Regions from separate parts of the Mus musculus genome. Here regions 1, 2, 3, 5 and 6 are each linked to region 4. A link is a contact called in public Hi-C, HiChIP or PLAC-seq and promoter capture Hi-C data. All regions are on one chromosome and are shown on one strand. Each heading gives the region's core, a stretch centred on a gene start, on an enhancer-like site or on the middle of the called end of the contact. The rest is flanking DNA. Distances are from core to core; before and after follow the strand shown.

Evidence for each region. Promoter capture Hi-C pulls out the DNA fragments that hold promoters and counts their contacts. A called contact is a pair of places that touch in the nucleus more often than the background predicts. HiChIP or PLAC-seq counts read pairs in DNA pulled down with a chosen protein or histone mark.
Region 1: a contact with region 4 is called in an HNF4G HiChIP or PLAC-seq map of pancreatic cancer cells. The contact joins the promoter of Naga here to the promoter of Ttll12 in region 4. A contact is called at or near these places in 4 of 39 promoter capture datasets (the 3T3-L1 cell line, HPC-7-derived erythroid cells, embryonic stem cells and 1 more), 6 of 115 datasets of contacts at active chromatin or transcription factors (T-cell acute lymphoblastic leukemia, bone marrow-derived macrophages, double positive thymocytes and 3 more) and 2 of 9 other capture datasets (adipose tissue and liver).
Region 2: a Hi-C map of CD8 T cells shows a contact between it and region 4, with 10 times the contacts expected there. The contact joins the promoter of Phf21b here to the promoter of Ttll12 in region 4. A contact is called at or near these places in 1 of 39 promoter capture datasets (embryonic stem cells), 1 of 484 Hi-C or Micro-C datasets (CD8 T cells) and 3 of 115 datasets of contacts at active chromatin or transcription factors (embryonic forebrain, pancreatic cancer cells and stem cell-derived neural progenitor cells).
Region 3: a contact with region 4 is called in a promoter capture Hi-C map of 3T3-L1-derived adipocytes, with 5 times the contacts expected there. The contact joins the promoter of Cyp2d22 here to the promoter of Ttll12 in region 4. A contact is called at or near these places in 5 of 39 promoter capture datasets (3T3-L1-derived adipocytes, the HPC-7 cell line, cranial neural crest and 2 more) and 1 of 115 datasets of contacts at active chromatin or transcription factors (embryonic hindbrain).
Region 5: a contact with region 4 is called in a promoter capture Hi-C map of hippocampal neurons, with 5 times the contacts expected there. The contact joins the enhancer-like site here to the promoter of Ttll12 in region 4. A contact is called at or near these places in 5 of 39 promoter capture datasets (the 3T3-L1 cell line, 3T3-L1-derived adipocytes, embryonic stem cells and 2 more) and 2 of 115 datasets of contacts at active chromatin or transcription factors (embryonic forebrain and neural tube).
Region 6: a contact with region 4 is called in a promoter capture Hi-C map of hippocampal neurons, with 6 times the contacts expected there. The contact joins the promoter of Wbp2nl here to the promoter of Ttll12 in region 4. A contact is called at or near these places in 3 of 39 promoter capture datasets (cranial neural crest, embryonic stem cells and hippocampal neurons) and 4 of 115 datasets of contacts at active chromatin or transcription factors (T-cell acute lymphoblastic leukemia, double positive thymocytes, large pre-B cells and 1 more).

What each region holds. Positions count from the first base shown.
Region 1 is chr15:82,337,312-82,340,563 of GRCm38.p6, forward strand. Naga (N-acetyl galactosaminidase, alpha) reads right to left here and starts at 1,515. Exons shown (of 10, transcript NM_008669.4): 1 at 1,441-1,515; 2 at 927-1,003; 3 at 76-211. The coding sequence starts at 942. It also overlaps a transcript of Pheta2 not described here.
Region 2 is chr15:84,854,200-84,857,444 of GRCm38.p6, forward strand. It overlaps Phf21b (PHD finger protein 21B), which reads right to left and starts at 1,930. Exons shown (of 13, transcript NM_001081166.2): 1 at 1,466-1,930; 2 at 540-605. The coding sequence starts at 1,519.
Region 3 is chr15:82,378,081-82,381,719 of GRCm38.p6, forward strand. It overlaps Cyp2d22 (cytochrome P450, family 2, subfamily d, polypeptide 22), which reads right to left and starts at 2,180. Exons shown (of 10, transcript NM_019823.4): 1 at 1,998-2,180.
Region 4 is chr15:83,593,767-83,597,246 of GRCm38.p6, forward strand. Ttll12 (tubulin tyrosine ligase-like family, member 12) reads right to left here and starts at 1,391. Exons shown (of 14, transcript NM_183017.2): 1 at 1,183-1,391. The coding sequence starts at 1,344. It overlaps Gm52182 (a long non-coding RNA gene), which reads left to right. Exons shown (of 2, transcript XR_003951515.1): 2 at 571-1,680.
Region 5 is chr15:84,652,246-84,656,026 of GRCm38.p6, forward strand. No RefSeq gene overlaps it. Among named protein-coding and RNA genes, the nearest start is that of Gm34201, 27 kb to the left of the region's middle. Within about 2 kb of position 2,141, at least 223 of the 459 cell types and tissues checked have an H3K27ac peak or open chromatin away from gene starts, as enhancers often do. A contact at or near this core is called in 3T3-L1-derived adipocytes, embryonic forebrain, embryonic stem cells and 1 more, where this site is marked.
Region 6 is chr15:82,296,953-82,300,594 of GRCm38.p6, forward strand. Wbp2nl (WBP2 N-terminal like) reads left to right here and starts at 2,032. Exons shown (of 6, transcript NM_029066.1): 1 at 2,032-2,116. The coding sequence starts at 2,055.

The DNA of each region.
Region 1 (3,252 bases), core at 265-2,764, 1.3 Mb before region 4:
TTTGCTGATGAGTGTCTTTCACCCACTGACCCACTGACCCCATTTTGTTGCCCTGGGTAAGCAGATCTTACTCACCTGATGCAGTTCTTCGGGTCCTCCACACAGTCGATGTTACAGCGGAAGCGTTCCCAGGCCAGCCAGCCCATGGGTGGAGTCCGCAGTAGCCCATTCTCCAGCATCAGTACCTGAGCCACCAGGGCCAGTAAGAGCACTGAGGGGGAGGTGGATGGTGACTTGTAAATGGTTCCTACAGCACCCCACCCCCCAACCCCAGTCATCACCTCAACCCCTCCAGCCCTTCAGCCCTCCCCAGGTACAGGCCAGTAGGGTTAGAGTTGCCTCAGCCTGTGAGTGCAGTCTGGGGGGGGGGGTACATGGGGCAAAGTAATGTATTCAAAAAGCTGTTGCTACAGACTGGGAATCAATGGAACGGACCCCTGAAGTCATGTCCTTGATATACATGAGACCAGATGCCCTCTTCCCTCCCTCCCTACACAGAAATGACAGTTCATTGTGGACTCTGGGTTTCTGAGGCCTTGGAGTTTTTGCTCTCCACCTCAGAAAGCCTCAGAAGGGCCTAAAGGGGTTGGTCAGGGTGGACTTGTACCCAGCTGCTCACCTACACAAGCCCCTTCCTCTTGGCTTTCAGCTTCCTTATATATAAATTACCACACCCACATGACAGGGCTGCTACAGCCCGCCAGGATCGGGTAAGATAGGACCTATACACTGGAGCAGGGCTGAAAAAGGAAGTGGCCTCTTTGGAGGGGAAACGATTCTGAGGTGTGGGGCATCTCCTTGATTTTCCTGGCCCAGCTCCAAGGAGAGGCACACTTCTCCCCACATACCCCCATCAAGAAAGAGGAGGGCTGGGGCTTCCTCGCCACAGTCCTCCCCTGCAAAGCCACCTGAGTAGGTGAGGGTACCTGTCTTCTGCAACATTGCCTTGGAGTCAAATCTCAGGACCCACTCGAATCTGCTCTTAGCAGCTTTATATGCTGAACTGTGGAAGATAACAGATGTTATGTATCCCACCGGGCATAGTGGGACCCACCTTTAATCTCAGCACTCAGGAGGTAGAAGCAGGAGGATCTCTGAGTTCTGGGCCAGCCTGGTCCACATAGCCAGTTTCAGGCCAGCCAGGGCTACTAGGTAGAGAGACCCTATCTCCGAAAATAAAAGTTACGGATTCCACATTTGGTCCCAAGTCGCTTTCACTACCCTCACACACTCCTTCCCTACCCTTTACTTCCCGGAATCTAAGCTCTTCTTTTAGAACTACAAATAGTCTAGGACACTTTGCCCAAGAGCGGTTGTGACTGGTTCTAGGAATACCAGGAAGAAGGAAGGCTATAGGCCATGTCCGGTTCCAGGTCCCCGTGTGGGTTCAGATTCTCGGTTCTTAAACATCGCAGGCCCAGGGTCCCCCTTGATTCTTACCCTCGCGCTCGCTCAGTCCGCGGTAAGCCGTGAAAGCCCCCGTGGCGGCCGCTTGTACCTATAGCGACCCGGGAGGCGGAATGTCACGGGACAACCCTTCTTGAGCAACCAATCAGAATCCCCTAGCAACGCCGTGCCCTCCCTCTATGCCCCAGCTCCCAGCCTCCAAAAGCTCCGCCCATCTAAGCTCGCGTTCTGCGCGTTCCCGAGGCGCGCTCCCGTGGGAAGTCGGCTTGGGCGCCCTGTGCGCGCGCCGCTGTGCCTCGGGTCTGGTTGGAGTCCTCCGTCCTCCGCCCCAGAGGGCGGGGGTGGTGGCCCGCACTGCCCGTGCTCAGTAAGTAGCTGTGCAGTGAATTCCTACAGAGGGCGATACCTTGCTCTTTTTTTGTTTGTTTGTTTGTTTGTTTGTTTGTTTTATTTTGTTTTGTTTCTTCGAGACAGGGTTTCTCTGTGTCCTGGAACTCATTCTCTAGACGAGGTTGGCCTCGAACTCAGAAATCCACCTGAAACCTTGCTCTTAACCACTCGAAAACGGTAGTGAAAGAGGCTGGGTGGGGTTTCAGCTCTCGAAAGGTCAGGAGGCTGCCCCCTCCACCTGACACCCAAGGGGTTGTTCGCCCACCCACTCCCCAAATGTATTTATTCATTACTTATTCATATGTTAAACACAGGCTAGGTGCCAACCACTATTTCTGGATGCCTTTACACCGATGATGATCATAGCTGTCCCCTCTCCGAATCTGTGCCATTTTCCTCCTATCAGGTAATGGCAAACCGACTTCTCTGCCAATCTTTTCTCTCAGCCTTTACATGCAATTGTCCAAAAATTGATTCCTGCCTTTAAATTCCACCTCTCATCCCACCCAGTAACGCTGGCCTCATTACATATTGCCTGGATGATTCGGAGACAGCCCTCAAGGGCCTCCTTTGTCCACCTTACTTCTCCAAGGCAGCCAAGGCAAACCTGAAAACTCAGCTCTGTGGGCTGGTAAGATGGCTCAGTGGTTAAGAGCACTTAGTGCTCTGGCAGAGCACGAGGGTCCGTCTCCAGACTCACATGCCAGGGGATCTGATGCCCTCTTCTGAACTCTGAGGCCACCAGGCATTCACATGGTGCACATACAGGCAGATAATCGGGCACACACTTAACCTAAAAAAACGAACCCAACCCAGCCCTGGTCTTGTCTCTCTGAAGTCTGTGTGATGGCTACTCTCTTAGTTTGGGGAAATGGTGTTTCTAAACCCCACCCTCTACCTTTTGACCCTATTCCCTGCCGTCATCTTCCTCATTGCCCTCCTTGTGGCCCCTCAAACACAGCCTTTGAACCAGCTGTGCCTTCTGCTTAGAATGCACTTCTAGATATGGGCATAGCCGACACCCTCATTTCCCTTAATTATATGTCCAAGTGAGGTCTACTCTGCCCATTCTTCTATTTAAAAACGGCAAGCTCTCCCCTCCCTCCTCAGGAAACTCATGCTGTATTCTCCCCTTACCCACCCTCCCGCGACCTTCACCTTGTAACACATTTACTCTAGTGGATACTACTAGTTGAAGAAAAGTTAGTGAACATTGCAGCCACCAACCACCACACTCCCCCCTTAAAACATCCAGCAAAATGTAGGGTATGCTTGTTTACATTGTGAGGTCAGGGAGGAGACCTCAGAGCGGACAGCTGAGACCTAAATGTCAAGGAGCTCTAAGTGGGGGTAGGGTGAGAGGGGAGGGCCGGCTGGGCTTCAGGAACTGCAAAGCAAGGGTTGAGGTGGGAATCCACAAAGCCCGTGGGCAGGCAGGCAGGCATTTGAACACAG
Region 2 (3,245 bases), core at 680-3,179, 1.3 Mb after region 4:
CAGAACTGGGGGGTCCCGGGGGCGCCTTTCTTTTGTTCCCCGGGAGCTGGCGTCAGGTTCCGAGAATAAAAAGTGAGGCCGGCGGGATGGCCGGGAAGGGGCCGGCTAGGAGAAGGATCACCAAACCGGGTCGGCAGTGCCACGCGGAAATGGCTTCCAAGGAGTTTGGGGTGCGGGCCTGAATTGCCGCCCCCTTGTGTCCCCCTCCCACCGCAGCAGGGATCAGGGGATGCCGAGGCCGGGGAATGTCCACGTTCCCAAAACATGTCCACCGCTCAAGATGGACGCCGGGCAGCCGGCGCCTCGGAAGGTACGGCGCAGATCTTTGGCCGGCCGCCGGAGCCTCGCGCTCCCCTCAGCCACCACAAATCAGCTCTTTCTATCAAGAAAGGGAGGACGGCAACTTTGAGGACTGCAGCCATAACCCCACGGGAGTCGGAGCGTGCGACGACCGTACAGGCACTTTTTAGGGTGCTGCCAAAGTGCCCGGCGATCCTCCCTGGACCCCGGTCCCCTGTGGGGGATAGGCCCCTCCTTACTTGTTTGTCGCTGAGCGCTGCGATCCGTGGCTGCCTTTCGTGGAGCTGCTTCTTGAGGTCGCCGTTCTATGAAGACACAGAGGAGCGGGCTCAGCCTGGCCGCCCCGGGGGGGGGGGCGAGCAGGCGAGCCCCGAGCCCCGCATCCCCACCACCCACTGCCTGGCGGACCAAGCCGACCCCAACGCGCCCCAACTTTCCGGGACCGCTTTCCTCACACGGGCCACCGTGCAATGTCGCGCGAAGCAGCTTACCTGTGGCTGCCGCCTCATTGGGGCAGCTCCCGGGGCGGGGCGGGGGCCGAGGCCACCCGGCGGCGCGCCCCGAGCCGTGCAAGTTTGCAGGCCGGGGTGCGGGTGCGAGTGAGTGTAAGAGTGTGTGCCGGGGGAGGGGGGACGAACAAAGAGCCAAGTAAACACGGCGAGTCCGTGTCGAGCAAAGCTCATAAATATTCAAGTCGCGTCCTAATCTCCCCAACACACACACGCGCACGCCGCAATATCACTCGGGCACCGGCCGCCTCTCGCCGGAGTCACAATCGCCAAACTACTTTTGCTAACAGTGAGGGTCGGTGCCGGGCTGGGCCCGGAGCAGGAGGCTAGGAGCTGGCCGGTCCATGCACCCTGTTCCCTGGGCAGCTCTAGGAGGGTCCCCTTTCCGGTCGCCCGAGTTGTGCAAACGGGGCAGTGGCAGAGAAGACGCCACGCTGGGGTCCCACGAACCCTGGATCTGCAAACAGTGCTGGATCGCACGGAAGCGAGGGGGAGAGGGAGAACTAAGGGTTCCATCCCAGCCCCGGGACATGTTCCAGGAAGGGGCCTGCTTCCAGCACCCCTGAGACCAAGAGTTAGATACGGAGCTTCGATCCCTCTCGCCTCCACTCCCCGGGCCACTAAGGCTCCCCGGTCCAGTATCCGGGACTACCTACCTGGTGGCGCGCGAGTTCCACCGCGAGCGCCTCGGACCGGCTTTGCAGCTCCATCGCCGCAACTTGGGCAGCACTTTGCGCTCACTTTGGCCGGAGCTCGCAGGAAGTTGTGCGGCTCGGCGGGAACCAGACCGGGAGAGCTCGGATCCGGTGTCCCGGGCACAGAGAGACACGAGTTCCCTCCTGCAGCGCCGATAGGAAAGGAGGCTGACGAGAGGGAAGAAAGGCGAGCTGGCGCCCAACTCTTCCGGCTGCCGCTAAGTTGCGCCGGGTGCCCGGGCTGCCTGCGCCGCCCGGCGCATGGCCCCCAGGCGCCGGGAGCCCCGCGCAGCCCCCCAGCGCGCGCCCTGTCGCCGCCCGCGCCAGCTGACCGCCGGCAGGGACTATATTTCCTCCGGCGCGCGCGCCTGGATCTCGCTGGGGCCGCGGCAAAGTTGTGCCTCGGCACGATGCTAATTCGGCAGTGCCCGGATGGAGCGGGCCGGGGCGGCAGGAGGCGGTGCCGGGAACCCGCTGCCCGCCCCGCCCCGCCCCGCCCGGCCCGCGCGTGCGCATTGCGTTCGGCCCAGCGACCAGGCTCAGGAAACAAAAGTGGCGGCTGAGCGGAGCGCAAAGTCGCGGCTCTGAGATCTGGGCGCCCGAGCGATCTCCTCGGTGCGCAGCCGAGAGCACGGGGAGCAGGGAATGCTTTCACAGTCCCACTCCCGGAGCGACAATTCCCGCAGCAAACTGAGATGCCACCCTCCTGCTTCTTGCACCTCCTCCCTCCTCCGCTTCCCCTTCTCGCCTCGCTCTCCGGTTTTATTTAAATCACCCGGTCCTCTCCCGCAGCGCCTAGCACTGAGACTGGGGAACTAAATCAGTCCTGTCGCCGGAGTCCCAGCGCCTAATGGCCGCTGTGGTATTTAAATAGTATGAAAACTGATCTCTTGATTGGTCCTTTAATGATTTTTTTTACACTCACAATTAAACTCTCAACAGATGTCCCTAGACTTTTTTTTTTCCAGACAGTTGTTAAAAATCGTAAACACGACAGGTCAGTGTGACATAAAGCAATCATAACTACAGCTGCGGAGATGACATTTCAGAATTCCCAGTCCCGGGGCCGGGGTCAACGTCTCAGAGATTACTGCGGCGGAGTTTCCTGTCCTCATCAATTAATGTCGGGGCTTTGTGCCCTGCTGGGCGCTAGCACACTAGTGTGTTTCAAAGAGGCCAGGGAAAGGGGGGCCTCTGTGTCAGAGTAACCGTGAATTGATAGAGACTCATAACTAACTCTTTCCGTGGGTCACAAGAAAAGGAGGAAGGAAGGAAAGAAAAGAAAACTCAGGCACACCAGTCAGAAATGTCTCTTCAATGGATGCCAACAGTCTACATATTTCCTTTACCCCTCAGGAGAAATCTCTCTCTCTCTCTCTCTCTCTCTCTCACACACACACACACACACACACACCAGAACACCAGTGTTGTTAGAGCCATATACAGTATTGGTCACAGTCGACAAAGATGACAACGATCTAACTGGCTGACTAAACTGGTTCCTCCCACTTCTGGGTTAGACTCAAGTCAAGACAATGTCTCCCACTCCCCATTTTTTCTTTCAACCCCCCCCCCCATTTTGTAGTTAGAGGTGCAGAGGATCCAGGGGCTGGAGCATACTAGGCAAGCCTCTGTTACAGGAGCCATGCTCAAAGCTCCACTCATGTCTTTTGCTGGGGAGGACAGCAGCCTAGGTGAAGACTGGTGTTTGGAGGACCAGGAGGGGCATGTGCTGGCCAAG
Region 3 (3,639 bases), core at 930-3,429, 1.2 Mb before region 4:
GCAAGAAGAGACTACATCTAGGAGAACTCTGATGGGGCAGTGAAGGGGCAGAAGCCTGTGCGGTGTCTTAGAAATAGGAACACTTCCTTTTTGACAATCTGTTTCTGAGAGCACAAGAAACTTCCCAGCATAATCACTGAACAGGCCCTCTTCTGCCCACTTAGTAGGACCACAGTCTTCCGTTGAGTGCCTCCCCACCCCCTGCCAAGAGTTGTCTTCTCACAGCCTGTCAGGACACAGGCAACAGCACAAAGGGCTCAAGACGCTAACTGCCACATTCCCCCCACCAGTATTTTCTGTGAATAAAAAGACGACCCTGCCCGTTGAACAGCATTTCTGACAGTGGAGAGAAATCTCTTAGGACATGCCTCTTCTCTCCCTGCCAGACAGCTGGATAGGATGAGGGGTCGGTGGTTTGTAGCTGAGTAAAAATGTACTTGGACCCAACTGTCTCAAAGTCGTAACCTCTGATTCATCATCAGCGTGAACTTGCGAACTGTGCCCTAGAGCTTAGAAATCACACACGGAACTGGCAGTCTGAAACCGGGCAAGCTATAGCAGTATAAAAGCCTAACACAGAGCACAGAAGCTGGTGACCCACTTTAGTCACTGTCAACACTTGGAAAACATTCCATTCACTTTCTCTTGAAACATTGTGTTCCATTAAGAATTACTCCAAAACCTTTAGTTCAGCTGCTCTGCTGTTCTCCTTGGGAGCCCCAAGGCAACTCTTTCTAGCTCCTTCAGACAGTCCCTGCAGGAAAAACCTCCGACCCTTCACACCCTCAGAGCTGGGGGGTGGGTGGGCAGTAACACTTTCAAAACTTCAGGGCTAAATACACACGGTAGTTTACTTGTAAGCAGCAGGATTGCATCAAGTTCAAGGCCAGCCTGAGCTACGGTATGGAATCTGGTTTAAACCCACGAAACCAACAGCTGGGAAGGAAAGCAAATCTCTAGAATAGTCTGTTAGTTAACATAGGCAAGAACTGTAGGACACTTGGTGCGAGGAATGCTTGGCTGTTTACAGAGAGAATACTCCAGTGTCTGCTGCTGCCCTGACACCCACAAGAACTGGGTGGGCTGCTGGGTAGGGACAGCCATGATAGAGTACAAGGTATTAACTGTACATTCTAGTTGGTGATAGAAAAAAAAAGGGAATTTCTACACTGAACATACAAGGAATTTCACTCCCTTTTTTTCTATCCTTCCTTCCTTCCTTCCTTCCTTCCTTCCTTCCTTCCTTCCTTCCTGTTTTGAGACAGAGTCTCACTATGTAGCTTTGGCTGTTTTGGAACTCACTATGTAGACATGTAGACCAGACTGTCATAGAAACTCACAGAGATCCTCCTGCTCCTGCTTCCCATGTGCTGGGATTTTGTGCCCAGCTCAGTGTAGATTTTTTTTCCTAATTAAATGGGGGTGGATCCTCTAAGCCAATCACTGACAACAACATCCCAGTTCCAGGGGGTGCAGCAGAGTTTGTGAGGTCCAGGGTCCACTCACCGTCCCCACCCTCTTTTCCCCACCTTCGCTGAGCCCCAAAGGGCAAAAAGAGAGGTCTTCGGAGAGAGGTCTGGTTTGCTTAGGTACCGCCTGTCCCTGATAAGGCTAGAATGCACGCCAAAGGGCAGGTTATGCAAAGGTCCAGGGTCAGGCTCCACTCTGCTTACTATAGGACAGAGATTCTCAGCCCTGCGGCCTGGCTACAGGCGGGTTCCCAGGCTCTGTGTCTTAGGGGATGAGCCCTTCAAAACCTGCCCTCTATCAGACTCTAGGAGGTTCTAGCATCTTAGCCTCAGCTTGGGACAATGGAAAACAGTTTACTCGGAGGCCCTTGGAGGTTCCCCTCTGCCCACTCCAGCCCCGCCCAGGGGGAGGGACTGCTACGCTCCAGTGCCAAGGTAGCCCCAGCGCAGGGGTTGGGGTGGGGGCCCGCCTCGCACCCCTTGTACAGCGAATGGGCAGACCCGCAACCCTGCAACCCTTGCCTTTACCGGTGCGTTCTGAAACTCAGCCGAGGAGAGGCAAGAGGTGTCTGGAGCCTCGCAGGAACAGGAGGAGTAGGAGCTCGAGGAAAAAGGGCAACTCAGGAGGATTCACTCTGAGGTGGAGGGGGAGTTGTGAGGAGCAGCAACTCTGAAGAGGAGGGCACGTTCTGACGGGGAGGAGGAAGAGGAGGAGGCGGGAGAGGAATGGGGTTGGGGGGGGGGGGAGAAGAGGAGGCGGGGGAGGAGGGGAAGGAGGCGGAGCAACTCTGAGGAGGATGATACATTCTGGGGAGGAGGCTTCCACTCTGAGCATGAGGGGGACACTCTGAGGAGGCGGATCCACTCCCGGGAGGTGAGACCGATTTGAGGAGGAGGAGGAGGAGGAGGAGGAGGAGGAGGAGGAGGAGGAGGAGGAGGAGGAGGAGGAGGAGGAGGAGGGGGGGCCTTCCTGGGAGGAGGCACTGCAACGAGGAGGCGGGGCTCTGAGTAGGAGGCTTCAGCCCTGACAGGTCCAAGGTCAAAACCTTGCTATCTCCCCCAGCACCCAGAGAGCCCCCTGGGACTTAGCTTGTGCTCCCAGAGGGATTAGGGACCACAGTGAGCGACAGATGGTTCTTGTGGACACTGAAGACAGAGGGAACTGCAGTGAGAATGTAAAAAGCAGTCATTCATTCACCCTTTACACACACGGGGATCATGCTGAGATTAAGAGTTAATTTTTCATCAGTGACCACAGAGACCGGAAGACCACACACAGGATAACACACGCACATCCTGAAGAACATCATCCACATGTTCTTTGTTAAGAATAAAGAAATGTCCTTCGGGAATTAAGTAGTAAGCAGGTCATTTCCAGATAAATGTAGAAGGTCATTGGTGTCAGTGGACTTAGCATACAGGGCGCAGTAGAGGGAGTTCTCCATGCTGAAACGAAGTGATGCTAGCCAGTTAACTCACAGCCATAGAAGAAATGAGCACAGGGCGCAGTAACAACGCGGTAAAAGTGCTAGCGTGCTTCGGGTTGTAAGGCCTTTCTTTTTGTCTGTATGCCTGAAAACCGATGCATAGAACACCAGTTACAAGTCTGTCTTCATGAGTACAAAACATATAAACATGCTATCTGTGGCAAAGATAGTATAGCGGGGAAGGGTGAGAGACTAGACGAGATGTCCTGTGTCTGTATACTACAGAAGGTAACTTGTTATTCAAATAAGGTTTTTGTAAGTTTAAGGTGTTGTTTTATGCCTGGCAGCTCACTGGTCAGCTATCCTGGGATATGTAATGTGGCAGTAACAGCAAGGGAGACCCTGCCTTAACAAGGAGGGAGATGAGAACGGAATCCCAGATGTTGTCCTTTGACCTCTCTAGATGGCATCTCCCCCAACTCCATGTACACACCCTAACAATAAGTTTTAAAAGATGCTGATTTAATCCCCAAAGTAAATAATGGGAATCAAATAAAATAAAAAAAAATAAAACAAATAAAAAAAAATAATAAAACAGAGATGAAAGGAGGGTCAAAGAGGAACACTAAGATACCACTTACACAAGAAGGGCAAGGGGAGGGGAGGGGAAGAGGAAAGGAATGCAGAAATAAAAAGGAAACAGAAGAGGCGATGTATAGCTGTGACATGAACACTTGGATCAA
Region 4 (3,480 bases), core at 141-2,640:
GCCTGAGATCAAGGCAAGTCTGCAGAAAGTAGCAGTGCGGAGGAGGGCCCAACACCACGTGAGCAGAGAACTTAGTGACAGGGAGTAAGTAACCCTCTGTAAGGAGGTGCCACTGACAGATGAGCCTCGACCAATGATGTAGTAATATCTGATAATCAGACTGAAGTAGAGAAATCACTTAATACTCCACCTACCAAACCGGTCACTACAGCTGCTTGCCCTGGGGCTGACGGCCAGTTATAACCTCACGGTATTGCCCAGGACCATCAACAATGTAACACTAGCACAAGGCTGGCTCCTCCTCTTTTACTGTCCCACAGGGCTAAGGATTGAGGCGCCTCCCAACCGCCAGCATGCTATAGTGAGCTGCAGTACAGCCCTACGTATAGGCTTAACCAGGAAATATCTGGCCCATACACAGTGTGGAACTAGATCAAAGAGGGTAAGCCTACCCCATTGAGAGGCACCGGGGAATCCTAGCTTTTGGACTCTCCCAGTCACCTGAAGGCTTAGTGGGTCTCAGATAGGAGGTGGTGTCCTGTGAAAAACCAAGCTCTTGCTTCGCAAAAGACCCTCCGCCCAGCCTAGCAGCTGCTGTCTTCATCACCCAAACCCTGTTCTCCGACGGAAGAAGCCGGGCACCCCGTGGAAGCCTAGCTCAGGTGAAGGATGGAGCCATTCTCTCAAAAGATGGGGGAGACCTTCTAAACCCTCTCTTAGCGTCGTCTCCATGTCTCAGGGCCTCCATTCTCTTTAGTGTACAAAGGGAGACCTGCTACTCACGCCGTGGGAAACAACTCCACAGAGTTCTACGGACTAAGCAGAGCTGCACAGAGCTGACTGAAATGATGCCGGTGTAGCTTGAATCTAACAGGAGCTCCTGCATCCGCCGGAGCCTCAGTTTCCTCATCCGTAAGTGGAGTCGCGAGTTCTACTCTTAATATATCAACCGAGGCGTTGGGATGCTGCGAGCCAAGCGCATGCCGGTTTGCAGGTCCCTGCGCATCCTCGGCGGGCCCATAACCCTGCAGGATGGCGGCACAGGCGCATCTCTCGGCCTGTACCCTTCTGACTCCCAGGTACATCCTGCTCCTGAACTTATAAGTGGCTCCCCTTCAGAGCTGCTGAGCTGTGCTCCCCACTCGACCGCATAGCCTGCCCGCAGCCCGTGCCATCTCGTACCTCGTGCTCCAGCTTGTGCAGAAGGCGGCCCCATAGTCGCTCTGGGACTCCCGAGGCGCGCAGCGTAGGGCCGTGCAGCGACACGAACTCGTCCAGCAGCCGCGCGTTCAGCCTCTCGGCGCGGCCGGGACTGCCAGGCTGCGGCCCGGACTGGATCTCCATAGTGCTCGGAAGAGCACGGCGCCGCCCACCGCAGGATTTAAGCGGACGGCGCGCACGCGCCTGCGTCCTGGGTTGCGAGGTTCCAAGAGTGCGCACGCGCGCTGGGGGCGTGTCTTCTCCATTCATCCCAGGACTGCCGCGAGGGATTCTGGGAACGCTGCTTAGAAGCCCCAGAGAGTCAGAATCAGGAGAGATTGTCCTCAAGGAGCCGGTGAAGCTGAGATGGGGAGGGGGTCGGGAAGAGGCAGAAGGTGCTCCCCCTTGCGCTGGTTGCAATCTTGTTTCGCCTGAATTTTTTTTTTAATTTTAGTTTAAAATTTTTATTTTTTTATTTTACGTGTGTGAGTGCTTTTATTTTACGTGTATGAGTGTGTATGTAAGTGCATATATGGCTCATGAAGGTTAGGAGACTGCGTCAGGTCCCTTGGAACTGGAATTACACATGGGGTGCTGGGATCCAAACCGGGTCATCTGCAAGAGCAGTTAACTACTAAGCCATTTTCCCAGACTTGTTTTGTTTTATTTTGTTTTGGTGTGTGTGTGTGTGTGTGTGTTTGTGTGTGTGTCACAGCGCACTTGTGGAAAGCAAAGAACAAAACATTGTAGAGTCTGTTCTCTTTCCATTTTTATCAAACGCAAGTCATTAAGATTGCATGGCAAATGCTTTACCACTGAGCCATTTGCTAGGGCTTGGTTATCATCATCATATTGCCACAGGGTCACATTCAGCTCAGACTAATCTGACCAAGAAACTCACTTTGTTTCGAAGGCTGGCCTTGAACCCTTCCTCCCTCCACCTGTCAAGCATTGGGAGACACCAGCGTGTGGGGATCCTAGTTATATCTCAAAGGTGGACAGATCTTTCTAGGGATTGGAGGAGCCTTCTCAGTCCTTGGAATGCCTTGTTGAATTCAAAGGTTGTGATAACTTGGTGTGCCATCAAAAGGGTTATTCCACAAGTGCAGAGATCAGCTTGCCTCTGCCTCCCAAGTGTTGGGATTAAAGGCATAAGTTACCACCTCCAGCCGCTTTCTTGCTTCCTGTCTATCGAGGAAAAGAGAGCCCTAAATTCAGAGAAAGACTCTGTCTCAAGAAATTAAGCAGAGAAAGGCAGATGAGGATACCCAATATCTTCTTTTAGCCTCCACTTGCACATGGCACACTCCCTCCCTGTATGCATGGACTCATATACCCACAAGCCCTCAACAATCAATCAATGACTGCATGGATCATTTCATCATATAATTTGCTAGATGGAGATGAGATAGAGGGTAGTTTAAAATTTTTTTCAATAGATGTATGTGATGGTTTGAATATCCTTGCATAAGAGAGAGAAACTGTGAGGACGGGGCTGGGTGATTTTGGGAAGTTCGCCAAGCAGCTTCCAGCCAGCAACACAGACTCTCTTCAGCTTTCAGAGAGTCTGTGTGTATTCTCTGGTGGAATTACCTTACAACAGCAGAGGTTAGGAGAAGTTCTGGGTGTTCTAGATCACCTGGAACTGGAGTTATGGATGTTTGAGAACAGATATGGATGCTAGGAACTGAATCCCAGTACTCTGTGAGAGCAGCCAGTGCCCTTAACCACTGAGCAACCTCTCCAGCCCCCTTTAAGGATCTAATGCTGCCTTCTCCGATTGCTGACTCTATGAATAAAGCACAATTTTAGAAGATTCCATCCCTGTCCCTGGTGACTGGCAAGTATCACTAACCCTGGTGCTCTAGTTAGATAGCCTAGTGTTGGCTGTTTGCCTCCACCCCAAGGGCAGGGGGCCACCATGGGCTAGGAAACAGCAGCGGCCTCTTTCTGGATCCTAGAAAAACCTCCCTCAGTTTTACCTAGCAAATTGAATCGATTTGTATTCAGACTTTATTCAGGCTTAAGGCACTTTGGACTTTTTTTTTTTTTTTTTTTTTTTTTTTTTTTACCCTGGCAGTGTCTCACTATATAGCCCTAGCTGTCTTGAAACTCACTATGTAGAGCAAGTTGGCCTGGAACTCACAAGAGATCCATTTGCCTCTGCCTCCCAAGTGTTGGGAATCAAGTTGTGAGCCACTACACTTGACTAGACTATGGTATTTATTTATCAGTCAGTCGGTCGGCCTATCTATCTATCTATCTATCTATCTATCTGGC
Region 5 (3,781 bases), core at 891-3,390, 1.1 Mb after region 4:
CTAGCCTTGGATACATAAGACTCTTCTCAAAAGGAGTTAGAGGCACTGGAGAGGTGGGTCTATGTTTAAGAGCACTGACTGTTCTTGCAGAGGACTGGGATTTAGGTCCTAGCACTCATGTAACAGCTTACAACTCTCTCTAACTCCAGTTCCAGAGATCTGATACCCTCTTCTGACCTCCACAGGCACCAGGCACACAAGTGGTACACAGACATACATGCAGGCAAAATACTCATACACACAAAATTTTATATATACATATACACACATATATGTAAATATATAAACACACACACAAACACACACACATACATATGAAAATGGCAGGGCATGGGGGTATACATCTTCAAACCCAGAACTTAGGAGATAGAAACAGACAAATTGGGCTGGAGAGATAGCTCACTGACTGTTCTTCTAGAGGTCCTGAGTTCAATTCCCAGCAACCATATGGTGGCTCACAACCATCTGTAATGGGATCCGATGCCCTCTTCTGGTGTGTCTAGAGACAGCTACAAAGTGCTCATATAAATAAAATAAATCTAAAAAAAAAGAAAAGAAACAGACAGATCCCTATGTGTTTGTGGCCAGCCTGATCTATCTAATGAGTTCTAGGTCAGTCAAGCTTACCCTAGTAAAATCCTGTCTCAAAAAACAAACAAACAAACAAACAAACTTTAAATGCCACATTTCTCTGGGGCCACTAAGAAAGGCCAGTGTAAGAAAGGGTACAAGGATGGAGGTCCAAAGAAAATCAAGCAAAGCCCAGAAACTCCAGATCTGAGCAAGGCTCATCCCATGTAGGAGACAAAACGAAGGCTTTGGATGAAGAGCTAACCGGGTGTGAAGACACACAGGCTGTCAGGTAGACGGAGGTCTGGGGGTTCCCTTGTGGGGCATCTCCTTCCCCATCCCCGGGTTTTAAGCAGTGCAGTGGCAGAGGGTAAGATGGGGCCTAGAATTCAGAAACAGAGCTGGGAGTCCCGCAGGGTTATGAGTTTTCATGCTCTTAGATTCCAGGAATCCGCTCAGTCGAAAGGTGAAGAATCCAGTGTAGCGACCTCCTCAGCCACACAGCCAGCTCAGCCCTTCTGTGCCAGGGCTGGGGAGGGCTGACTGAGGACATGAGGCTCCGCTCAGAGGAGAGCCCAGGCTAATGAAAGTCTTTATCTGGCTCAACTTGGCTCAGCTAAACCCTGACCATCAAGTAGGCATTATAGGCTCTGCAATAAAATAGATAAAGAAGAGGCGGGGTGTGGGGGTGCTATCTGGAAATCAAAGTCAACCTGAACTACATGTGACCCTATCCCAAGAAATCAAAATAGAGTACCCCCGCCCTCTGGTTTTTCCAAGACAGGGTTTCTCTTGTAACCTTGGCTGTCCTGGACAGGCAGATAGAGTTCAAGGCTAGCCTGGTCTACAGAGTGAGTTCCAGGACAGTCAGGGCTACATAGAAAACCCCTGTCTTGAAAAAGGAAAGAAAGAATTCTAGGGTTATGGATATATAACCATCTAAGCCATCACACAGAATCTATAACTTTGTGAGGATCTCAAGCAACCCAAGATAGCTTTGACTCTGCTCTATAACCAAGAAGGACTTTGAACTCCTGGTCGGTGCTGGGACCCTACCTGGTTTTATGCCATGCTGTGGGTGGAACTTGGGGCTTTGTGTGTGCTAGACGAGTATTCTACCAACGGAGCTACAGCCCCAGCCCCAGAATTAAAAAAAAAAAAAAAAATTTTAAGGACAAATGTCTTCAATAGATGCAAAAACGAATAATCCTCAAACAAATTAAAAAAAAAAAAGGGATACCCCACCAACCGGTAAAGAAATTCCAAGAACGTATAGACTAACGTCACAGTAAATCGGAAGCTTTCTCCAGCAGCCCGGCATAAGACATGGATCTCGGCTCTCCCCATTCCCCCCTTGATCCGGAAGCGCTAAACAGCCTGTATGTTGCTCGCGTAGGAAACCTAGAAGCGTTCTACAGAGCCCTGGCTCTGTGGATAAAGCACCGAACGGACCCGTTGAAAGGTCTGGGATGCTGACGGCAGGCTGGCTGCAGGCTCTCCAAGAAGCCAGCCATCTCAGGCCAACTGCGCCTGTGCTGACTCTACATGGAAACCTGAGAGCAGCCGCGGAAGGACAGATTGCTGGCAGGATGCCAGACCACAGCCTTCGTCACTAATCCCACCCTGGGACACAGGATGTGGATGAGTGGGGGGAGGCGGGGCGGGGCGGGGGATGGGGCAGCTGCCTGCCGGGCTTTCTGAGTGTGCATGGAGGAGGGAGCTTAGACTCTTTATCATCAAGTTCTATGTCTTGGGGTGGGGGAGGAAGAGTTGCCGGCCAGAGCTGTTCCCATGGGGATGAAGGAAAGGTGCCCATCCTGGAACCAGGGTCCTGATCTCCTCATCCTCTCAGGCTCTTCTGTGGGGACCCAGGGTGGACACTCACTGGCAGGGCAGCTGAGGACTGCAGGATGACACTTTCCCAGGAACTGTAAATCTGTGAGCCTGCTGTTGAGGGAGACTTTCCCTCAGCTCTCCCTAGCGGACAGAAGCAACCCAACCCCTATGGTAGCAGTTCCCAGGCTATGGGGGGAGGGGAAGTCGCATTGCAGATATCCTGCATAGCAGATATATTCCATTACGGTTCATAGCAGTAGCAACATTACAGTTATGAAAATTTAAGTTAAGCATCAACAAAGCAATCTTAAGGTTGGGGATGACCACAATGTGAAGAACGAAATAGAAAGGCCACGGCGCTAGGAAGGTTGAGAACCACCGCATGGGCTTCCAACATCACAACCTTGATCATAGCAACTGGCAGAATTAGCGTTTAGGCCTCGCTCACCCTGCTCTTCAGCCCTGCCCTTCAAGCTCTTCCGAGCAACTGGGAGTCCTTCTGCATTCCAACCCCAGCTTCCCAGCTGCAAGGCTTCCCTGTGGGCTTGTTACTCAAGTTAAGGTCTGGGCCCTGGCAGCCCCCCCAACAAGCCAAGCTCAGCAAACTGTCCTCGACAAGCCAATTAAAGACAAGCAACACGCAGAGAGGAGAAAATAGGAAGTTTATTCAACATAGCCATGTTGGGAAGGTGAACGCAGAGGCCCAGGGACTGCTTCCTACTCAAGGCCATCTTCTGTGTCCTAACAAGATATTTAGGCTGACATAAAGGGGAAGAAGTGTGCATAGCCAGGCAGTCCTGGTCCAAGCGGGGCCCCGCCTACCATCATTGTCTGCGTCTAGTCTCTTCTGCAAGGTGGTCTGATAAACTATGAGGACCGTGCAGAATCTCTTCCTAGGATGCAAGCTCCTCCTTGGGTCAGCTCTAGGAGTCAGCTTTGTTCTTTTCCCAGTGTGAAACCCCTGGGAATATCAATATCCCAGAATCGTGGGGTGCATTATCTCCATAGTCTGACAGCCAAGGGGAGGGGCTCATGAGTCTGTTCGGAATAGTTTTTATCCTGACAGATTGTCACAAGCTCAAGGGTAGACGTGGGGGTGCGGGGGGCAATGTGGAAGCCTTCAGAAGTCCTGGGCCTCTGAGGAGTTGCTCGAAATATGACATTTGGCTTGTGTTAGAAGGGAAAAGCTTCCTGGTATGAGCTCATCTGGGTGCAGTTCCTTCAGCTGCACCCCAAGATGGAGCCATGTTGCTCAAAATTCCTCACTGGAGGAAATATATGAATAATATCTATCTCTCCCTCCTCACAAGCTCCCAATGACAATTCATGGGTGTATGAAGCACAGGGGACCCCAGCCCATCCCCACTGAGCAGTC
Region 6 (3,642 bases), core at 782-3,281, 1.3 Mb before region 4:
CTTGACTTTTTTTTTTTTTTTAAACAAAATCTCAAACATTCAATTTTGTCCATAAGGACTCAGGAGCCAGATGTCTCAGACAGAGGAAGGGGGAAAGCCTACTAGCTCAGAGAGGCAGAGGAAGCAGCACCTTATCTTCCTCCTCAGCTAGCATCCCCAAAGAAAAGCTCTCTTTCTCCACTGTCTCCCCAACACCTCCAACGGAATGCCCTCCCTTCTACTTCCTGTGCATCTCTCTATCCATCCCCCCCAACTCTCTCTTACTCACTTTTCCCTTTGTTCCCTCCCCGCAACTCGTTGGTTGCACCACCTCTTGACCTATGGTTTATAATAAATAGAAAGCTCTTGGATCAAAGGCGTGAGCTAGGGCTGAGCCACACCACAACTAGAAGTAGGTTTTCCAGTAAATAACACAAATCTTGGGGTTCACAGTGTGATCAAATACCCTGCAACACTTGACTTTCTGTGAGGTGAACCTAAGGTATAAATGAATGGAGAGAAATAGCTTGGAGGAGCCACAATGGAAGATGAATCAAGAGGCTCTTGAAACCGAGCAGGTAAAATGAAGATATCAACCAATGGTAACACAACACACACAGAGGAAGGGAAGTGACACGTGAGAGACACAGCTGTTTGGTGGACATCAACCATCACAGCCACAATAAGCCTATACACTAACATTCAAGTGTGGAAGGTCAAGTCCAAAGAACACAATCATCTTGCTCAAGGTTTTATTGACCATGACAGGAGTGGCTAGATCAAGATGTTTGCCGCTGTATACTATTTCTATTAAATTTTCTTTTCTTTTCTTTTTTTCTTTTTTCTTTTTTTTAAAGATTTATTTATTATAGGCCGGGTGTGGTGGCGCATACCTTTAATCCCAGCACTCGGGAGGCAGAGGCAGGCGGATTTCTGAGTTCGAGGCCAGCCTGGTCTACAAAGTGAGTTCCAGGACAGCCAGGGCTATACAGAGAAACCCTGTCTCGAAAAAACCAAAAAAAAAAAAAAAATTATTATATGTAAGTACATTGTAGCTGTCTGTCTTCAGACACACCAGAAGAGGGCATCAGATCTCATTACAGATGGTTGTGAACCACCATGTGCTTACTGGGATTTGAACTCAGGACTTCTGGAAGAGCAGACAGTGCTCTTAGCCACTGAGCCATCTCTCCCATCCGTAAGTTTGAGTCTTAATTCTAGTAAGTCTTGTATGTAAAAAATTATCTGTGCTAGGTGTGGTGGCCCATGCCTTTAAACCCAGCACTTGGGAGGCAGAGGCAGGAGGATCTCTGTGAATTTGAGACCAGCCTGGTCTACATAGTGAGTTCCAGAACAGTTAGGGATACATAGAGAGACCCTATTTACAAAAACAAAAACAACAAAACAAAACAAAAATCTGAAATCAGCACATGTCTTACAATGATAATATATCTATTATTTGACAATTTTCATTTCTTCACTGACACAATAACACTCTAGAATATCTTGAGTAATAGATTGAGTGGGACACCTACAAATGCATCCAAGAATTGGACCCACTGAAGGTTGAAATTCACTGTCCACTTCCTGACCTAGCTCATCTTTTTGGATGTTCTCTCCCAAGACCATTGGTTCTGTCCTAAGCCCTCTTTGATGGAAGGAAGCTCTGGTCTTATAAGAGTGGAGAAAATGTAGACCCTCACCCTGAGTTGGTTTGGGGGTTAATCTGGACTAAGATTTTGGGTTAATGGCTACTTTTTAAACCACTAGCTCCTAGCAGGACCAAGGCTGGTTGTAGGCCTAACATGACAGAGGCTAGTCACCCATCCTTCAGACCCTCCCCGTTCTAGGGGTAAAGCCAGCTCCACGAACACGCCCCTTTTCCTCACCCAGGCTCTCCTCCTCTGACTTGTGACAGCTCCTCTTGTGACAGCTGCCCACTCAACTCCAGGGTTTCTGCGCCATAATCTCCGCCCTCTCCTCAGGGACCCGCCCACTGCCTTGCAGGCCCCGCCCCTTTCCATTTGAAGAGCTGGCGGCGGCGGAGGCGGCGGCGGGAGGAGACCTAGAGCAAGATGGCAGTGAACCAGAACCATACAGTGGACCGCCGTTGGGCCGCCATCCCTCATGGTGAAAGGTGCCTGAGGGGACTTTCAGGCTGCTGTCAAGGAGGGAGGAGATGCTCAGGGTAGATATGTGCGCTAGAAAGCCCTCTGCGAATCGAGGGCTTTCCCGCCCTTTCCTCGGAGCTCCGCCCCTGACGTTTGAACGCATGCGCCAGCGGCCAAGTCCAAGAGCCTGTGGCTAGGCGCGTGCGCGGGTGCGAGGGGCGCGGGCATCCTCAGAGGAAAGGCTTGAGCGAGGATTGTGTGAAGAGTGTGCCAGCCCTTGCATTGCTGGACAGCTTCCAGTGGCTGTGTGCGACTTTACGACTTTAAGAGGGTGACAGTCACCCTGAGGGCCCTGGGTGCGCCTCAGGCCACCAGGAACAAAGGGGTAGGCGAGTTGGAAGAAGGGCTAGGATGTGGAGTGTAGGTAACTAATCCAGAATTGTCACAAGCCTTCCTCCACCCACCCACCCCCGGAAGTGCCTTTTCTTGGTTGCTTCAACCTAGGATATTGTCACCTTTACTGAAAAGACTGGGAACAAAATTAGGGGGGACCGAGGAAGACATGGCATTTCCAGTCGCTCATGGTGCTGGGGCTTCTCTGTCAGGAGAAGCCCACCTCTAGGCAAACTTAGTGACTTTGACACATGTCCTTTAATCTACCCCTCACCCACTTTCCTTACCCTCTGTCTCCGCCTCTTCTGGATTCTGCCCTCGCTCTGCTGATTTCCTTTTATTTCTCACTTAGCTGTGAGACTCATTCAATGATGTGCTTAAATAGAACTCTTGAGGTCAGTTCGAGACCAGCCTGATCTACAAAGCGAGTTCCAGGACAGCCAGAGCTATATTGTAGAAAGACTCTGTCTCAAAGAAGAAAAGTCCCGGTTTTTTGTTCTTGTCGTTGTTCCTTTAAATTTTTAGAATCTGTGCTCTTGAATACGTACCGATCATTTTCACTGAATAGCTAAGCATAGCAAGGATTCTTTGTCTTGATAACTGCACTGTCTGCAGTGAGCCGTTTCCCTCATTTCACAGGTAGGCATATGAGAAATAATTTGCTCAAAATCATTTTCAGTGCCCATGGGAACGCCTGGACTTGGATTTGAAGTTATATGCTATGCATCAACTTCTCTTGCTGTTTTTTGTTTTGTTTTGTTTTGTTTTGGTTTTTGGTTTTTTGAGACAGGGTTTCTCTGTCTCTTCATCAAGGAACAATCAGTTCTCTACCTTTCTCAGATACAAACGACAGTAAGGAAAGAGTTTGAGAGGAGGAAAATTGATTCTATTTTTAGTTTTCTTTATAGTTATGAGACACATTTGGGAGTTCAGTTACAATTGTGGTAAGTTTGAATGTGATGAAACGAAGTCTTGCTGTTTATTTATTTGGCTAGGGCTGGCCCTGAACTTGTGATTCTGCCTTAGCCTCGCAGTGAATGTAGTACTTAGACAACGACAGCAAAATATCCCAGAACACCTTAGATTTGGGGTTGAACAAGTATTTAGTCACACTGAAACACCAACTGTTGGGAGTAATAATAACATAGATATTGACAAA